2 separate regions of the Anas platyrhynchos genome follow, and region 1 is linked to region 2. The links are chromatin contacts, called in public Hi-C maps. All regions are on one chromosome and are shown on one strand. Each heading gives the region's core, a stretch centred on a gene start, on an enhancer-like site or on the middle of the called end of the contact. The rest is flanking DNA. Distances are from core to core; before and after follow the strand shown.

Region 1 (4,348 bases), core at 133-2,632, 35 kb before region 2:
ATTAGCAAGGAAGGATTCCACAGCATTTCGGTAAAAATGAAAGCGTTGGTCCCAGAGCTTTGGTTTAGCAGCATCTCCTAGGCAGGATGCCTTGTACTTCTTGTGTGTGGGCGCTTATCAGAAAGACACATGCCTTCCCACCACTTCCACTGTGTTGGCTGTTCCACACTGCTGGGTGGAAGGTGCTGCAGCAAAGAAAACTGTTTCTCCATATTTTCCTTTGTGGTACGTTTATCTTTTATAGCCCATATTGGGCATTTCTAAGTATTTGTATGTTTACAACCATGGGCAAATACATTGCAATACTAAAATCTGGACTGCTTTTTTGTACTGTGGTGTATAGCCCAAATGTATACAAATCTCACATATATATATGCCTGTATTTCCCAAATCAAAATATAAATTTCAAACCTTTAAACTGAGTTCATACTAGGCTGCTGGATGCTGCCAAACTTTGTGTATCAGAATGACATCATTGTTTCTGGAGTTAGTAGCCTACATGAAAAGAGGCGAATCAGAAGCAGGCTTTTAAGAGGGAAATATCAAACAAAAAAATGGTATGAGCACAATATATGATGCTTTTGGGTGCTATAAACATTTTATCGTTACTTGTTTGGGAAGAACTGCATAACTCACTGGGGCTCCACAACTCGTGAGTGATGCAGCCATCTCCAAATCTAGCAGATTTATCAGTCATGGAGTTCAAATGAAAATCTGGGATCTCATTTCCTCCTAAGCCCTTAAAATTTGACACAGTGCTTAACAATGGCTCATCTACACACATGCTGTCTTGTTGCAAAACGCAACTTGAATTAAAAAGCATTATCTGCTGGGATTTTTTTAAGGGTGGGTGCTAAAAATCGAGGCAGAGTACTTAGAGTACTGGGAACAACTGTCACCAACAGAAGCAGGTACGGGGGATGCAGCATCTTAGCTGGAGATTTTGCTAGAAGTTGGCACTTGCTCCTATTATTAACTCGACACGGACTCCTGCCTAGGTGGTGGCTGTCACCTCACTCCCCCCTCACGCAGGGCACTGCCGCAAGCAAGGGCTGCACCTGGCAGCTGCCGGGCAGCGCTGTGCTTAACCGCTGGGGCTCCTGCACTGCGAGCGAGCCCCGTGGCAGCGTCCCCGTGGGGTGCGAGGCCGCCCGGCCGCTCAGCCCGAGGCAGGGCGCTGACAAAACTTTCCCGCCCCGACCCCGTGAGGGGAGCCGTGAGGGGAGCGGGGGCCGGGCGGGCGCGGGCGGAGCCGCGGGCGGCGGCGGGCGCTGTGCATGCCGGGCGCGGGCAGGAAGCGCTCGCTGCCGGCCGAGCCGAGCCGAGCCGGGCCGGGCCGGGCCCCAGCGCAACCGGCAGCGGGGGCGGGCTCGGGCTCGGGCGGGCTCTGCCGCGCCGGGGCCGGCGGGGCCGGGGCGCAGCGGCGGGATGGGGCTGGCTTCCTGAGGCGGGGGGCGGGGAGGGGGCTGGTTCTGTGCTCCGGTCCCTCTCCGCCCCCTCCCGCCCCTCCGCCCGAGTTAGCCGCTCTGCCGCGGCCCCTCCGCAGCGCCTGGCTGCGGGCTGCCCCTGCCCCGCTGCCGGGGCGGGCGGGGACGGCGAGGAGCCGAGGAAAGGAGAGGAGAGGCGAGGCGAGGCGGGGAGCGGCCGGCCGCCCCCGGGGAGGCTCCGCTGCGGGGCGCAGGGGGGAGGCGGCTGGCACAGGCGCCCGGCTCCGCCGCCCGCCCCCCCGGCACCGCCGCCGTCTGCTGAGCGCCGGCAGCCCTGGGAGATGGTGACACATGAAGCGTGCGGGGAGGACCATGGTTGAGAGGACCAGCAAGTTCTTGCTGATCGTGGCCGTGTCGGTGTGCTTCATGCTCATCCTGTACCAGTACGTGGGGCCGGGGCTCAGCCTGGGGTCGCCCAGCGGCCGCTCCTACGCGGAGGAGCCGGACCTGTTCCCCACGCCGGACCCGCACTACGTGAAGAAGTACTACTTCCCCGTGCGGGAGCTGGAGCGGGAGCTCGCCTTCGACATGAAGGGCGAGGACGTGATCGTCTTCCTGCACATCCAGAAGACGGGCGGCACCACCTTCGGCCGCCACCTGGTGCAGAACGTGCGCCTGGAGGTGCCCTGCGACTGCCGGCCCGGCCAGAAGAAGTGCACCTGCTACCGCCCCAACCGCAGGGAGACCTGGCTCTTCTCCCGCTTCTCCACGGGCTGGAGCTGCGGGCTGCACGCCGACTGGACCGAGCTCACCAACTGCGTGCCCGGCGTGCTGGACCGCCGCGAGAGCGCCGCTGCCAAGACGCCCAGGTACCGGGCCCCCAGGCCACCCCACCTGCCCTGCCCTGCCCTGCCCTGCCCTGCCCTGCTCTCCTCTAGCCTGTGCCTGGCACCTTCCCTCCCTCCGGCGTCCTGGCTGCTTTGCCCTCAGCCCCTGCCCTGCACCAGGTCCCCACAGAGCCCTTGGCAAACACACATCTTGGTGCCGCTTATGCTCGTTTCTAAACACCTTGTTTTCATCGCTCACCGCCTTCTAGCACCCACTATACCTTTGTAATCTCCTTTGCCCTGACCTGCGTGTCCCTTCCCTCCACCTGGAGCTGCTGTGGTGCAGCTGAGGTGCACACCGGTCTCACAGTCCTCACACACACATGCACCTAATCTGCCTGATGGGTTTTTGTGCATCGCAGAAACATCCCCTAAACACCCATTCCTATATTTCTCCCTGTAAATTTTGGTGAGAGACCTGCTGTAGGGAAAGAAGATACTCGTACCTGTTCCCTGTGGCCCCTCATCTGTGCAGCAGGCGAGTGGGAGAGCTGTCCTAAAGCACCCACCAGTGCCTCCCTGTTGGACACACAGTGTGTTCCTGCCTTCTTAGCCTATTATTTCTCTACCTTGGTCTCCTCATACGTGATGAGCTTCAGAGGAATTTTCTGTTTGAAGTACGCTGATAAAGACAGCGGCTTATATTAAAATCGCCAAAGATTATGTTCTTATAACTCGGGGTGCCTTTGTGCCTTTCACTGCAGGAGGTTTTGTTTAGCTTTTTTGTTGCTGTTTTTAAATTGATCACTTTCTTAACACCACACACGCCTTCCTTAACTTGTCTGTTTTTATCATGGCACTTTGTATCCTGTTTGCCTTGAGGTTCCATTCTTAAATGTATATAAAATCTTATCCTAACATATGCCATATGCCTTATTTATACGTGTGTTGTTAGTACCACACATAATCCCTTTACTGAAAAGTGACCTTTAAGAAAGTGTCTTTTAGCATCATAGCTGTGTTTTCTCTGCGTTTTTGAAGCTATTTTTAATCATTTTTCTTTCATTGGAGCTGTGGTGCTCAATTGCTGGGGTCTTTATTGTCTCTGTCATGATTGCTGCTGCTTTCAACCCGTTTTGGTGTTAGTCATCCAAGTACTATACTCAGGCTGCTGTCATGCTGCCTGACCCAGGAGCAGCAAACTGAAGCATATATCTAAAGGGCTGAGCCTAATTTAGGCTTTGTTTTGGTCTCTTATTTTATTAACAAAGTGCTTGAAAACACTTCTAAGGAAAGTACCCCGAGCCTGTCTGATTGCTGTTGAGCTTTTACTAGCGTTCTGAGGAAAAATGCTCAAAGTTCAAATCTCATGTAAAAAAAAGAAACAAAAAAAAAAATATATACCCATTTTGTGAACCTTGGCACTTAGCTAGCAAACCATTAACCTTTTAGAAAGACCTGTGTAGTGTTATAGATTGTCTCAAAGCCTTGTGTGCTTCCCTTGGTAACTTTGTACTCAAACCTGCTCTGTGTTCAGTATTTAACTGTGTCATCCTGTTTAGCAGTTGTGGTGTGGTGTTTGTTTTGTTTTTTTTTTTTTTTTTTTGTATAGGTACCTGAGAAGAGGGCACTTCAGGTTGTGAAGTAACAATTAAATTCCTTACTGCAACTCTGGGAAATCCAAACCCAGAAGCAAATGCTTGTAAATGAGATTTTCTTTGCCATTTGTTTTTGGAACGTCAGGAGCCATAGCCTTCATAACTGTCTTATTTCTGGATATGCAGGAAATATAATGATTCCTGTGCTGTTCCCTTATGTCCCTGCATATCCAGAAATAGCTCTGCTTAATGTTGTCTCTTTACTTCCCTTTAATCTATATTAGGACTTCATTTTCAGCGGTATAACAGTTATGATGTGGAAGTTTTAGATAATCTAAGGTTATCACCTTGGTCTGTTAAACAAAAAAGCCACATTTTACTGTTGACTGTCTACTGGGGTTGGTTTTGGTGCAATGAACAGCTGCTAGCTGTTTTAATAATAGTGTTCTTAGGATACTGCAGTCCGGTTCAGTGACCACCTTCTGCAAAAAAAATT
Region 2 (3,993 bases), core at 744-3,243:
AACTTGTTGAAAAATTCCAATTCAGAACAACTGCACCACACTGTGCCCTGTTAGAGAGCTGGGCAAATCTGGGTTCCTTTCTGGAGGGCAAGGCAGCTTCTGAAAGAGAGAGGGGCTATTCTCTGTAACTGTAACAAAACTACGGGTTTCTTTGCCTGTTGGTAGATGGATATGATGATGAGGAAAAAGTGGCTTTAACTGTGTGGTCACTGCTCAGCCTTGAATAACTTGAAACAAATGAGCAACTTGCACCTGGTGGTTGATGCAGAGACACAGCAACAATGTGCTACCAGTCAGTCAACAGGTTGTTTAGTTGACGCATCGGTATTGGTACATAAATGTTTGCATGGATGAGTGTAGTAATGCTTTTTTGGGAAGAAACAATACTATAATGTCTGCTTGGGGAAAAGGCATTAGATGTTGGCCCTGGAATTAACATTAAAAGCTTGATATCAGCTCACAACAGTTGAGAAATGCATGTTTAAAAATAAGAGTCCTTAATTAAGGTCTTTTTTCCATCGGACATTACAGTGTCTAAAAATACAGTATTTTAACTCTGTGCCTCTTGCATAAGTATGAATACACACAACAGAAGCCATACAGGTACGTGAGTGTCCATCTTTGATTTCTTTATTCAATTCAGGACTTCAAGTAATGGGACAATTTATCATCTCGCTTATGCAGTAAGTTTTCTCCAGCATCTTATTGACCCAGTGACCTTTTTGTGTGGAATATCTTTTTGTTTTTTGTTTTGTTGTGAGAAAGAAAGGTAACTGGCTTTGTCTTGGAATTTTCTGGGTTGTCTTGAATTTTTTGTGTTCTCAGTTTATATAGCTGTGAGCACTGAATTAACATGTTTTGACAGTTCACTTGCTGCTGCAGCTCTGCAGTGAGTCCTCCTCACTGGACTGGGAAAGACTTGCTCTTGAAAGTGAAAAATAATAGGCTGAAAGCAAAGTTTTAGAAATTGCTTCCTGCTTTTTATCAATGCTTTACAAAGAGAATCTGAGTTTATAAAAGAGATGTGCATTGATTCAGAAAAATCCCAGCTGCCTCCTTGCCACTTAAATTATAAGAAATAATTCAACAAGCTGATTTTTTGGTTATGAAACAGCAGCCCTTATGATCAGTAACTCTCTGTTCTGAAAAGAATCACGACCTCAAACACACTTAAAGGGGCTGCAGAAAGGAGCAGTTGTACTTCAGACTTGAACACAGAGTCTGTGTGGTGTTGCTAGCAGATGTGGCTGCATTCCACTTCGAGCAGATCCTTTTTGTCTTGTTATGCAACTGCATTTCTTGACATAAGGTGTCTTGCTAAGCACCCACTGAATAGTCTCTAGAGATAAGTAAATCTGTGGTGGTAATCTTTGAAATCATGATCCAAAAAAGCCTATTGTTTGTATTACTGCTGTTCATTCTTTTCAGAGGTTACCACATGCACTGGTGAAAAGAAAAGTTGACGTCTTGCAGTCTAAACTACATCCTTTCCCTACCTTGGATATAGAGAAAGGTCTTGTGTTGCTGGAGGTTACGATTGGGTGATATCAGGAAAATGCATCATCAGCCTCATCAAAGATTAAATGGCATTGAAGATACAAGAGAATTTATACCCTTCATTCATGTCTGATTCATTGCTTGATCACAGATTGTCCTGCCTGTTGCTCACATAAAAAGAGGAGCCTGCTTTTCTGACACAGCTGAGTGTCATTGGGAGCTGGGTTTAAACAGAACTATTTTACAGGTCGAGTTTTCTTCTGCTTTCTTTTAAACACTTTGCTTACTGGGTGTTTGTATTTGCAGCTGAGCAGGTGATGATTCAAAAGAGAAAAATGGCAAGAAAGAAAAGATGAGAACAGCTACTTTCTCGTTTGCTTTAAGTTGAAGTAGGTATCCCATCATTAAAGTTACTGTTCCTTACTGCTGAGCAGAGGAATTACAGCAGAAAACTGAGTCAGCAAGTTTTCCTGTAGCAAAGGTCGAGGACTCCTCTGCCACGTGTCTGGTGCCTGCGCAGTGTTATGTTTATTGAGGGCAGATTTGGCACGGTTGGCAGCAGTGTGAGTTTGTCTGGTAGTATTAGCGAGAGGGTGGGCAGCAGGGCTCACTCTGTCTTGTGTCCCGTACATTGATAGGAAGCAGGAACATGATGCGTGGGATCCTTGGCTGTCTAGTGTCTTTTTTAATACATAAATGATGTAACCTTTCTGGTTTTGACTGCTTTATACTAATAGAATTAAAATAGCAATAGTGCTTCTTGTAGCTTCATTTCCTGTTTGAAGCATGCGAACAGTACAAGTCAGTGAAGCGGTGTTGGTGCTTGGTCATGATCCTGGTGCCAGGGTCTTACCTGAATAAACAAAATGCCCACTTCTATTTCAGTATGTTATTAGTGTATGTGGCCTCCAGCAAATAGAAAGACACAGCAAATGTGAGCTATGGAGGTGCTGATGAAAGGAAAGATGGAATTACTATGTTAGGCTATTTCCTTTGCCCTTAAAATCACCATTAGGTTCTGGATTTTTGATCAAAGATACTTCTTCTACCTAGGGCACTGCTGTGACTGCTGAAATCAAAACTTGACAGTGAGATACAGTATTTGGGGATATAATTAAATCTACTGATAAATGCTTTCAGTATTACTGGAACCCCGGCAGTGTGCAGCCTAGAAAGTGTGTGGGGTATTTGCATAACGTGGTTAAGATTTAGGGCAATACTGTCCACAATATATAGAGGAATTTCATGGATGCTTTACCAGTGTTAGGCACCTCTCCTAAATGGAGTAGGAAGGCACAGATGGATCATTCATCCTTTCAGTAAACAGCAAATAAAATAAAAAGCTTCATTGGGTTTTGTTTTCCTTCCTTCAGGCAGCAGCTGAATTGCAATTATACTCAGATTTTTCCATACTATTAGCAGGAGAAAAAAGTTGTTTCTTCTTATTCCAGTATTAGTGATTCAGACATGAAAATGTTTGTGTTGTTGTTGTTGCGAAGGGTTGTGTGGTTGATCCCACATGCATTGCTATCCGTGGCAAAGCTCCCATAGATTTCAATGAGAGCCAGGTTGTCCTCTTGCTGGGAACGGGAGATGCTGTGATCTGTGTGGTTTGTGACAGCAAAACTGTTCAGAGCCAAGGGACTGAAAAACAACCCACAAAAATGTGGAAAAACATATTACAAAAACATCCAGCTATCATATCTGTGGGCCTGGTAATAATTTTAGGGGAAGTAAACAATGCCAATGGACTTGGAAAACACACAATGATCAGTTAAAAAAGAAAAAAGGCACAATTATCAGAAAATTCTTCTCTGAGGGAAGAAGTCTCTCTTTTAAAAATAATTATTTCAAAGCATATCCAGCAAATACCCTAACCATTTGTGAAGTGTAAAATGAGAGGTCTGTGGCTTCAGTATCACTGCGTTTCTTCCCGGATGAGCTCTGTGGGTGTCCATACAGGTCCCCAGGCATGCAGGGTGGGCAGGGCAGGAGGACGTTGCTGCTCTTCTGTCCAGATGCGGAGGAGGCCCCTGTGCTGGACCCCAATCTGACAAACCTATCTATGCTTCCTTGTGCTCAAAGTTTCCTCGTTGTAAATGGGATTAATGATCTGCAGGCTGGCCGGCACAGAGTAGGAAACTGGGAGTAACCAGCACATTTTGAATTTGTGCTCGCTTCTCATGCTGGCAGGCATGAAGTAGAGCTAATTCTGTTTGAGTTTCAGCGCCTGAGCCAAAGTTTATGTAGTCCATGTCTCTTCTGTTTTGGTGAATAATCATCAAAACAAAAGTAATCAGTCTGTCTTCTTTTGTTAAAAACAAAAACAGCAAGTCATTGTGAGCACCCTTAGAATAGAACACGAGGATACATGGTTAGAAAGGAACACAAATGATTTTTAAAAATGTTAATGCCTTGCTGCAAGTAGAAAGCTTTGTCACAGAGTTGCAAACAGCAATTCTAAAGAAGTGAAGAATAACTTAAACCTGCCTTTCA

The links. Hi-C and Micro-C count contacts between places; a contact is called where the count stands out from the background.
Region 1: a contact with region 2 is called in a Hi-C map of subcutaneous adipose tissue, with 2.0 times the contacts expected there. The contact joins the promoter of HS6ST1 here to the enhancer-like site in region 2. A contact is called at or near these places in 3 of 8 Hi-C or Micro-C datasets (F1 follicle, skeletal muscle and subcutaneous adipose tissue).

Annotation. Positions count from the first base shown.
Region 1 is chr9:17,652,268-17,656,615 of IASCAAS_PekinDuck_T2T, reverse strand. It overlaps HS6ST1 (heparan sulfate 6-O-sulfotransferase 1), which reads left to right and starts at 1,382. Exons shown (of 2, transcript XM_027463893.3): 1 at 1,382-2,296. The coding sequence starts at 1,779. LOC106020114 (a long non-coding RNA gene) reads right to left here and starts at 2,870. Exons shown (of 3, transcript XR_002406465.4): 1 at 2,761-2,870.
Region 2 is chr9:17,618,696-17,622,688 of IASCAAS_PekinDuck_T2T, reverse strand. The region is part of intron 1 of HS6ST1 (heparan sulfate 6-O-sulfotransferase 1); the gene reads left to right. Among named protein-coding and RNA genes, the nearest start is that of HS6ST1, 35 kb to the left of the region's middle. Within about 2 kb of position 1,993, at least 5 of the 8 cell types and tissues checked have an H3K27ac peak or open chromatin away from gene starts, as enhancers often do. A contact at or near this core is called in F1 follicle and subcutaneous adipose tissue, where this site is marked.